Regions from separate parts of the Sus scrofa genome. Here region 1 is linked to region 2. The links are chromatin contacts, called in public HiChIP or PLAC-seq maps. All regions are on one chromosome and are shown on one strand. The core of a region is the stretch at or near the end of the contact, and the rest is flanking DNA. Distances in the headings are between cores, read along the strand shown. Region 1 holds the start of MLLT6 (protein AF-17). Region 2 holds the start of RPL23 (ribosomal protein L23).

Region 1 (5,162 bases), core at 2,345-4,844, 120 kb after region 2:
ACACGTCTGCAGGACACAGCACACACGTCCCCTCCTGCCTTCTACCTGAGGGATCCGTTGGCCTCCTCCCCTCAATCCCATCCTCTCCCCGTGATCCTAGGTCAGGGCTCCCCAACGACTTCCTGGGAGGATAGATGTGTTCTACACGGCACTGTTGGATACAGCAGCCACTGACCGCCCAGGCTAGGGAGCACTGGAAATGTGGCTGGTGTGACTGGGGAACTGCATTTTAAATGGCTTATTTACTTGTCTTAGGGCCGCACAGTAGCATATGGAGGTTCCCAGGCTAGGGGTCCAATGGGCGCTATAGCTGCCGGCCTACACCACAGCCACAGCAATGCCGGATCCTCAACCCACTGAGTGGGACCAGGGATCAAACCCACATCCTCGTGGATACTAGTCGGGTTCGTTCACCGCTGAGCCACTATGGGATCTCCAAACTGTATTTAAGTTTATCTAATTTACACAGCCACGTGGGGGGGGCCAGTGGCTACTATATTGGATAGTGCGGTCCTTGGAGGGTGAGCCCTTTAAGGCCGGGGATTGTGTCTGCCTGGCTCATCGTGAACTTATTCCCACCTCTGGGCCTTTGCACATGCTGATCCTTCTCCTCCCGGCTGGCTCCTCATCCCCCCCAGGTCTCCACCTTGACCACTTAGTGCAAAGGCAGTCCCCCACGGGGTATTCTTTCTAAACACCCTGTTTGTTTTCTTCACTCAACACAGGTTGCATTGACTTTGCTAGTTTGTGGGTATTGATAGGCTTCCCACACAGGAGTGTGAGGTCCACGGGGCAGGGAGCACATCTGTCTCAAGCGGTACGAACACTGTGTGTCTGGTCCCTCGCCCCGCTTCTGGCACGGAATAGGCACTCAGTAAAATGCGTTCAGGGCATGAATGAATGAACTGCTCCCTACACGCTATCTTCGGCCAGCACTCCTGCAAGGCAGCCTGCTCTTTCGCTGCGTGTCAGAACATAAGCGTACCTCCGTCAGAGGAGGATGCCTACCCACCTCCTCGGTTCCCTGGAAGTGTCAGGTGGACAGAATCAACTGGATGGGGAGAGGGCTGGAGGGACCCCAGAATGGCTGGCGAGGGAGGGGACTGGTATGGGGCATGGCGGGGGCTGCTGACCTTGTTGAAGCGATCATGAGGCACGTACTGCAGCACGATGGGCTCCATGGTGAGCACGTTGGCAAACTGCACCTCAGGGATGTAGAGGGCACACACCACGTGGGCCCAGCCTGGGGTGGTGTGGGGCCAGCCTCAGCTGTGATGGCGAGCCTGAGACCCAGACCCCTCGCAACCCCAAACGGCAGAGAGTCCCCTCCTCCACGGCCTTCCCATCAGACTCCAGTGCCGGGGGAGGGAAGGGAAACTCAGCCCCTGCACTGCGCCCCCACCCGTGGTCCACTCCTGCCTCCCCAGACCCTGCTCAGGGCGCCTTGCTGACCTCAACAGATGAGCCCTGGGGCTCAGGACCCCCCTCACCTCCATTGTCAGTCCTCTTCAATGCCCCGTCTTTGTGTGGGCACAGCTCACACCTCTGCCAATACAAGGGGGCATGGGGATTTGGGGGGGTGGGTTCACCTAAAGGGGGTGGGGGATCTGCTGAGCTGGGCCCTCCCTGAACACACACAGAGGGCCCCAGGATGAAAAGATAAGCCGTCTACTGGGGAACGGGTTGGGGTACAGAGGAAACAGAATTGGCCATAAGTGCTAAGTGTGGAAGAGGGTGAGGAGGGCATGAAGTTCCTAAGAGTATTCCTTTCACTTCTGAGCAGGTTGGAAACTTCCCATAATGAAAGGCTCAAACAAACAAGCAAACAAAATAAAAGGCCGGGTGCCCGAGGTGGGGCAGAGTCAGGGATAAGCTGAGGGAGAGATGGGGCTGGTGATAGGTGTGCAGAAAACAGGAAGCCCTCTGTGACAGTTCCACCCCAGCCTCAGCCTCAGAGTCCCCTAGCTTAACGGGGAGGGAGGGGCTGCCCGGGTGCCCGGGGTGGGGAGAGGGGAGTCTCAAACTCACCACCCGGGCTGCTCGCTCCTGAGATTCACATTTCCGGCAGAACCAGGGTCCTGTTGGCACCTGGACGATGCCATAGCAAGCTGGGGATGAGGGAGGAGAACCACGGAGCACATCTGTCAGCAGCGGTTTTTCCCAGAGTAACTGGGGGAACGGGTGGTTCTAAAGCACTAGAGCCAGTTCCAGCAGGGGTAGGGGCTGCTCCCCTGCCCAGAGGTTCCACACTTGACAGCAAGATCACAAGGAATGCCCAAGAGCCCGCGGCCAGCTTACAGCCACACAAGCAAGTACTCCAAGCAGGAGTGGGAAGTCTGAGTCCTTGACCTTAAACTTCTAGAAGATCCTCCGCCCATGCCCTTTCTGTACCCAGCTTTCTGTTTCCCAGCTCCTTCCAGGACCGATCCTCATCATCAGGAATAGAGAAAATCGGAGGAACCACATTTAAGTCAAACACGTTTTGTTGTTATGGGAGGGGGGGGCACTTCTTAAAGGGCCAGTAATGGAAGAGGCGGGGAAGTCAGGGGTCTAGAGACTTCATCTTCTGTCTCTAACTATAATAGGTACAGGTCAAAAGTCAAGGCCGAGGGCAGGTGCAGTGCAGGTAACCAAGAGGAGAGTGGCGGGAAGAGCCCATAGCTACAGGATTAAGGGCTGTCCCAGGAAGGGGGGGTGGTGGTGGGGGACAGCTGGCTGTGCCAGACAGGCAGGAGATGCCAGCCTGCGCCCTCGGCAAGATTCCTCAAGGAGTTAACTCTCGAACCATGTGCTGCTGGGGGAAACTCCAAACCTCCCTCTTCTCCATTCCCGGCCCCCGGCGCAACCTCTCTCCTATCCTCGGCTCTTCCCCGGAGGATTTTAGGAGTCCCCTCTCCCCTGGGACTCTATCTCCTCCCTTCCCAATTCCGCTCCTCCCAGTATCCGGAAGCGGGAGGGGGGGATGACCCCCCCTTGACCTCTCCCTCTGAGAGCCGGGACCAAAATAACCGGGCGGGAGGGGACACCTCGCAGGTAAACATTCTCCTAGCAGCCCCGCCACTGGCAGTGTGGGGAGTGGAGAGTGCACTCCTTGGCCCCCTAGACTGTCCCCAAACTCCCTCAACTTGGGGTGGGGGGCGCGGGACTGGAACAATAGGCAAGAAAACAATGCCTGACCCGGTCCTCCAGGACCGGGCGGGGGCAGCCCCCCGACGCCTCCCTTCTCTTCAGGTGGGGTGGGGGAGGGGCGCCCGAGCCTCGGGAGGTCTCCGGAGGGCGCGGCCCGGGGCGCCCTGCGCACGCCGCCCCCGGGGTCCCGCCGCCCCCCGCGGGCCACCCCCGTACCTTGGTGGACAGCCACGCTGCACGCGTGCCCATCACAGTAGACCAGCGGGTTCTCGGCCCAGCCCCTCTCGTCCGAACATACGCAGCAGCCTCCTACCATCTCCTTCATACTCCCATGAGCTCCCTCCGGGGCTGGGGCTGGGGGCCGGCCGGCGGGGGTCGGGGGTCAGGGGGGGAGGGAGGGAGCGGGGGGCCGCGCGCCTCCTCGCTCCCTCCTCCTCCGCCGCCGCCGCCGCCGCCGCCGCTTCTTTTCTTCGCCTCCTCCTTCCTCCTCCTCGGCGTCCTCCTCCTCCTCCTCCTCGCTCGCTCTGTCTGGCCGCCCCCCCGCCGTGCTCTCGCCCTCATGCCCCGACGGGCCCCCCCCCCAACAATGAGATCCGCGCGCGGGGCTCGCCCCCTCCGCGCCGCGCGCCCAGCTACCAGGGCCGGCCGACCGCCGCACAGCCCGGGCCCGGCGGGGGAGGCGCCGAGTGGCACATCGCGGGCGCCCGCCCGCCCGCGCCGCCCGCTCACGCGCCGCCCCCCCGGCCCCCCTGCCCGGCCGCGGCAGCCATGGCCGCGCGCCTCCGCTCGCTCGCTCCCGGCCCGCCCGCCGCCCGCCGCCCGCCGCCGGGTAAAGTCTTAGGTTCAGGGAACAAAGCCTGGCTTGGTAGGGAGCTTTTCGTTCGCTCGCTCCGCGCTCATTTTCCCTCTTTCTTTTGCTTTCTGTGGCTCTCGGTTGGCGCTCCTGAGCCCTCCATCTGCTTGCCCTTCGGTCTCAGTCCCGGGTCTCGGGTTCGCCAGCCCCTTCCGCCCAGGTCTTCGTCTCTACCACTGTTCTTCAACCCCAAGGAAACTTGGAGGTGGAGATCAGGGCAAGGGGCGCTCGAAGCAGCGGGAGCGACGTGGGGCGCTCACCCCTCGGTGTTCGGGGGGCTTTTCGGCTGACCGCTCGTGGGCTCCTTCCTCCAAGGCCTGCCTGGAGGGTAGACACTCTTACACGCGGACATTTGTTCATTCAACAAATATTTATTGAGTGCTTACTATGTGTGCAGTCGTTGGGATAGAGCCGTGAACTAATGGGTATTCCTGCCCTCGGGGAGCTTCCGGTCCAGCTCACAGGCGTACGCGCAGGCACAGGGACTCGGACCCCTCAGAGCCACACCGAGGCACCCGCAGACACACAGACTCACTCTAAGCCTCATCCAGCCACACTCCCCTCCCCTCCCAGAGGGGCACAAACCGCATGTCCAGCCTTCAGGCGCGCTTAGAGACCCACGCGAGTTAGAGAGCCGCTACCGCGGAAGTGCTCACAAATAACACATTTACACCTGACCTCGATGCACGCACACAAACACACCACTTAAACTCACACACAACACCCCCAAAGAATTAAAGTCTCTGAAGTTGGGTCTGGGTAAAAAGTGAGGGGGCTTCAGCCCGAAGGTTTCATCCCCAAGATCGTTGTGGGAAAGGGGGACGAAATCTGACCCCACCCCACACTTCCTAAAGCGGGGGGTGGACGCCCGCAGGGACCAAAGGTCACACTCCCGCAGCGTGAGATGGGGCGGCGGAGGGGAGAAGGCAGCCCTGGGGGCTTCAGCGCCACTTCAAAGACGTCGGGGCCGGGAACGCTTCCTGCGGGGGAGGGGCAGACGGAGAGGAGTGGGGAAAACCGGCAGGGGGAACTGAGGGTGGAGGAGGCCGTCCCCCCTTCGGCACAGGCCCCCCTGGCCGACTCTTCCGCCGGGACCGCCTCCTTTTCACCAGCACCTGTTCAACCGGAACATCAAGGGGCTGGGGCCCGCCACTACCCCTCCCTTCGCGTCTATTTAGTA
Region 2 (5,071 bases), core at 1,249-3,748:
TAGGAAACCGCCCCCCCCGCCCCGGACCTGTGGTTTACAGAAGTTCCAGCCAGGGATTGAATCCTCACCAAAGGAGCGACATGAACCACAGCACTGGTAACGCTAGATACTTAAGCTGCTGCACCACCAGGGAACTCCCCATGGTCTTTTTTGTTTACACTTACTTTTTTGTGATCTCTTTCACTATCATGGCTTTAAATATATGCTGACAACATCCAAATTTATATCTCCCTTTCTGGAACCCCAGGCTAATATGTCCAACTTGCTATTTTGTTGTCGTTGGCCATGCTGGGGCATGTGAAAGTTCCTAGACCAGGGATAGAACCCTCACCACAGTAATGACCTGAGCCGCTGCAGTGACAACCCTGGATCCTTAACCACTGTGCCAGGAGGGAATTCCCCAACTTGCTATTTATATTTCTAACTCAAAATGTACAAAATTGAACCCCTACTTATACCCCCAAACCTAGTCCTCCCATAGCTTTCTCCAGCTCAGTTGATGGCAATGCCATCTTCCACTTGCTCAGACCCAAAGCCTTGGAAACATTTTTATTTTTATTATTTATTTATTTATTTATTGTCTTTTTAGGGCCGTACCCGAGGCAAACGGAATGGAGATTCCCAGACTAGGGGTCAAGTTGGAGCTGTAGCTGATGGCCTGCGCCACAGCCACAGCACTGCTGAATCCAAACTGCATCTGTGACCTACACCACAGCTCACAGCAATGCCAGATCATTAACCCACTGAGCAAGGCCAGGGAGCAAACCTGTATCCTCTTAGATGCTAGTCAGATTCATTTCCACTAGACGGAAATTCCTCATTTTTTATTCTTCTCGTTCTTTAACACCCCCACACTTTGTTGGCTTTACCTCTGAAACACATCTGGAATCTGATCACATCATATTACTTATACTGCTAGCACGTTAAGTCCAAACCACCACCGTTTTTCTCTCCTGGGTTATTGCAAGAGCCTCCCAATAGACCTCCTTACTTGTATCTTTGTGCTCTCTCTAGTCTCAAGTAGAGTGATCCTTCTGACATATTTTCAGATCATGTCCCTTCAATGCTTATGAGTTAACCGTTTCCCATTTCAGTCTGTACATATCAAAGTCAATAGCGGTGTACAATGACCTAAAGTTCCATTACTTCTGACCTTCTGTCCTACTACTTTTCCCTTCATTTACTCTGTCCAGTCACTCCTAGGTTCCTTGCTGGTCCTCATATCGCTCAGGCACATTTCTGCCTTAGGGCCTTTCATTGGCTGATGACTCTATCTGGATTGCTCTTCTCTAGACAATCATATTGTCCCTCAGCTTAAAACCTTTGCACTAAGGTCACACTTCTTCCATGAAGCCCCCACTGATTTTGAATTGCAGTCTGCCCCTCCTCCCACTCCCAGATCCCCCTTTTCTACTTTTATTTTCATAATACTTAAACCATCTAACATACTATATAGTGCAATTATTACATCTATGATTTAGTATCTAATATCCACTTTCACTGCCACCCTGGCAGAATGTAAGCTTCCTAAGGTCAAGAATATTGATCTGGGAGTTCCCATTTTGGCGCAGTGGTTGGTGAATCGGACTAGGAACCATGAGGTTTCGGGCCTTGCTCAGTGGGTTGAAGATCCGGCATTGCCGTGAGTTGTGGTGTGGGTTGCAGACGCGGCTCAGATCCCGCGTTGCTGTAGCTCTGGCGTAGGCCAGCGGCAACATCTTTGATTGGACCCCTGGCCTGGGAGCCTCCATGTGCCATGGGAGCAGCCCTGGAAAAGGCAAAAAGAAAAAAAAAAAAAAAAAAATATATATATATATATATATAGAGAGAGAGAGAGAGAGAGAGAGAGAGAGATCTGTTTCCTTTGACGTAGTCTAGTGTATGTCCAAGACAGTATCTGGCATAAAATAGTCATTCAATAAATATTTGAATGACTATATCAACAGAGCTCCTTTGAAGAATGGGAAAGACAAACAATGAAAAGAGTAATGAGTAAAACAAGACTCTAAAATATAGATGAATGTGGGACCAAGCACACATATAAGGAATTATCTGTAGCGCTGGAATGGCACTTCTCAGTTATATCACATCCTAATGAAACTATTTCGAGCTCTTTCTCACTCCGCCCCCCCCGCCACATGTTTTTTGGGGGCCCTTATACAGCACGGATGTTTTAATCATTTCTGAACCTCTAGCGTCCATCGAAATCCCTGGTACACACTTAGTGCTCAGAAGAGGTTGTCCGATAAATTAAACCAATGTTTCTGTGTCCCCAACAACTACTTTCCAACTCGTACAGTAGGTACTCAAGCACTCTTTCTCTTCTGTAGCCTTCAAAGATTCCACTGCCCACTTCGAAGCGAGAGACGGCAACGTCCACGATTTATGACGTAATAAGAGAACGCCCCGGGGAAGGGGCGGACACGGCAACTCTGGATCACGTGACCTGAATGGGCGGGGCGTCGGCTTCATATCCCAAGGTCCTTTGTTCTTACTTCCTTTTCGTCCTTGTCGGGCCATCAAGATGTCGAAGCGAGGTGAGGCTTTGGCTTGGGGAGATCCTTCGCCATCTGTCGCGAAGTGGCTGCTGGCCTCACCCGGAGCTGCGGCGACGGGCAGCTGGGGCACTCTGCTTTCCTTTGGGGCGGAGAGGGAGTGGATGGGCACCAGGACAGTCCCCGAAATGGCGGAGGGGCCTGGAGGATTGAGTTGGCAGGATCCAGTCGTGATTCTAGTCGTGAATCCCCCGGGAGGTTGCCCTGCGCCTAGCACTGCAGTAATGGTGTTGGAGTCAGGCTAGCTTAAGCCGCAGAGCGGGCGACTTGTGTGCGGTCTCCCGCCTTGGAGGAAGAACTGCGTGGTACAAAAGTTGGATCGGGAATTGTGTCGTCCAGGCCCCCTAATCTCAATGTGAGGTTGTAGGAGGGAGGAATTGGATATTTGCCCTGAGAACTGAGTGGCATTGGAGAGGGGGTAAGTGGAATCCTAGAGAAATCGAATCTATAGTGTACCGTTTCCCAAAACACATGCGAATGAATTCATAGCTTGAGAATGCGAAGGGAACTCCGAACCATGACTGGACAGTGATCTCTCTTCTGTCGCCCTACTAACAGGACGTGGTGGGTCCTCTGGTGCTAAGTTCCGGATTTCCTTGGGTCTTCCGGTTGGAGCAGTGATCAACTGTGCTGATAACACGGGTGAGATCTTAAGCTGCAACCCTGCCAAATTCCCCTTTCTAAAAGCACTCAGAGGGCCTTTTGCTCGTGACCTTCTGAGCCGCCAAGAAAGGGCACAGTAAAAACACCACTTTTGGGTGAAGCGGCAGCAAGTTGTGCTGTTTTGCTTCAATCGGTGGTGTGACAAACTATTTCACCTGGTGGGGGAGTGGAACCGCTTGGGGGTGTGAGTGGAGAGAGAGGCCTTGGAAGTGTCGGAAATGCAGGACTGCCTAATCGGCCCTTCAAAAAGACCATTTTTGTTTACATCCTTTCGTAGGAGCCAAAAACCTCTATATCATTTCTGTGAAGGGGATCAAGGGACGATTGAATAGACTTCCTGCTGCTGGTGTGGGTGACATGGTGATGGCCACAGTCAAGAAAGGGAAACCAGAGCTCAGAAAGAAGGGTGAGTAGACAGACCAAATCTTCCTTATGGTTTCTGGACCGTTGAACCACTTCTCCCTTTATTGGAGAATGAAGCAATAGTTTGGTGTGTGTTTTGTTTTGTTTTGTTTTTTAACCTCTCAGGGCCTCTTAATGCTTGATTTCCTTTGAAAGACATTGTAAGATAAATACCTGCAATTTAAATTCTGTTCCTGCTGTCTTTAGACATCATTCTCTAATCTTAGCTTCCTCCCTTACTGCTTAAATTTGTTTGCTACACTGAAGCCAAAGCCTATCTTTAAATTTTTTTTTTTTTTTTTTTTTTTTTTGCTTTTTAGGGCCACACCCTGGCATATGGAGGTTCCCAGACTAGGAGTCGAATTGGAGCTGCAGCTGCCAACCTATGCCAGAATCAGACAGGATCTGATCTGCGTCTGCGACCTACACCACAACTAACAGCCACCGCAGATTGTTAACCCGTTGGCCAAGGCCAGGGATCAATCTCGCAACCTCATGGTTCCTAGTTGGATTCGTTTCTGCTGTGCCATGATAGGAACTCCTTAAAATGTAAATCCTATCACTCCCGTACTTCAGTTCTCAGTTGGCTTCCATCTTAAGCTGGGGGTTCCACATATTTACCTTGGTATTTCCCCAGCAAGTTCAGCAGAGAGTTACAGACCACCTCACATACCTATGAAAGCAAAAGCTTATCCTTTTAGAATACCCAGGTTCATGGTGTGTTCCTCAGCTCTTACTATTCCTTTGTTCTTTCTACCAGGAATTCGCTAAGTCTCATCTTCAGCTCACAACCTTGTTGACACCTTTCCTTACCCCAATCTCCCCTCTCCACATAACCCTTAAACCAGGTGGTAATTTGTGCATGTGACATTTAGAGCTGTCTCTTCTACTTGAGTTCCATAAGCATTGTCTGTAGATAATAAATTCCTTGGCTGCAAATGAACATGGTGGTATTTGGTAAATACATTTTTGTAGGTGTGTTTTGAGCTCAACCAGGTGAGATCACAGATTTAAAACTTAATGTCTACCTCTGGCAAATTTCTTTTCCTGAAACTACTAATTTGAAAAGAAACAATGATATGTAGTAGAAACTAGAACAGCTGTTCATTGCTTAATCATCAGGCTACCCCCAAAAGTTTTATCACTAGGTATACCAATTGGGCAGGACTTCGGCACCTCTGACCTACTCTCTTTAGACGTTTAGAGCTTCTGATTCTCAATGCACTTGAGCTCAGTTCCTGGAATTTTCTCCTGTGCCTGCTTAGTTTTTCTCTGCCCTGGGGTGTCTTTGCTCTTCCTGAGAAGTCCTGGCCATCTCTTTTTATTTTTTTGTCTTTTAGGGCACATCAGCAGCATATGGAGGTTCCAGGCCTAGGGGTCGAATTGGAGCTGTAGCCTCTGACCTACGCCAGAACTACAGCAACGTAGGATCTGAGCCATGTCTTCAACCT

The links. HiChIP or PLAC-seq counts read pairs in DNA pulled down with a chosen protein or histone mark.
Region 1: a contact with region 2 is called in an H3K27ac HiChIP or PLAC-seq map of alveolar macrophages. The contact joins the promoter of MLLT6 here to the promoter of RPL23 in region 2. A contact is called at or near these places in 2 of 5 promoter capture datasets (fetal liver and fetal skeletal muscle) and 2 of 2 datasets of contacts at active chromatin or transcription factors (alveolar macrophages and skeletal muscle).

What each region holds. Positions count from the first base shown.
Region 1 is chr12:23,401,259-23,406,420 of Sscrofa11.1, forward strand. It overlaps MLLT6 (protein AF-17), which reads right to left and starts at 3,595. Exons shown (of 21, transcript XM_021067068.1): 1 at 3,346-3,595; 2 at 2,029-2,108; 3 at 1,491-1,545; 4 at 1,134-1,243; 5 at 1-6. The coding sequence starts at 3,454.
Region 2 is chr12:23,277,467-23,282,537 of Sscrofa11.1, forward strand. It overlaps RPL23 (ribosomal protein L23), which reads left to right and starts at 2,499. Exons shown (of 5, transcript NM_001129955.1): 1 at 2,499-2,537; 2 at 3,114-3,197; 3 at 3,496-3,624. The coding sequence starts at 2,525.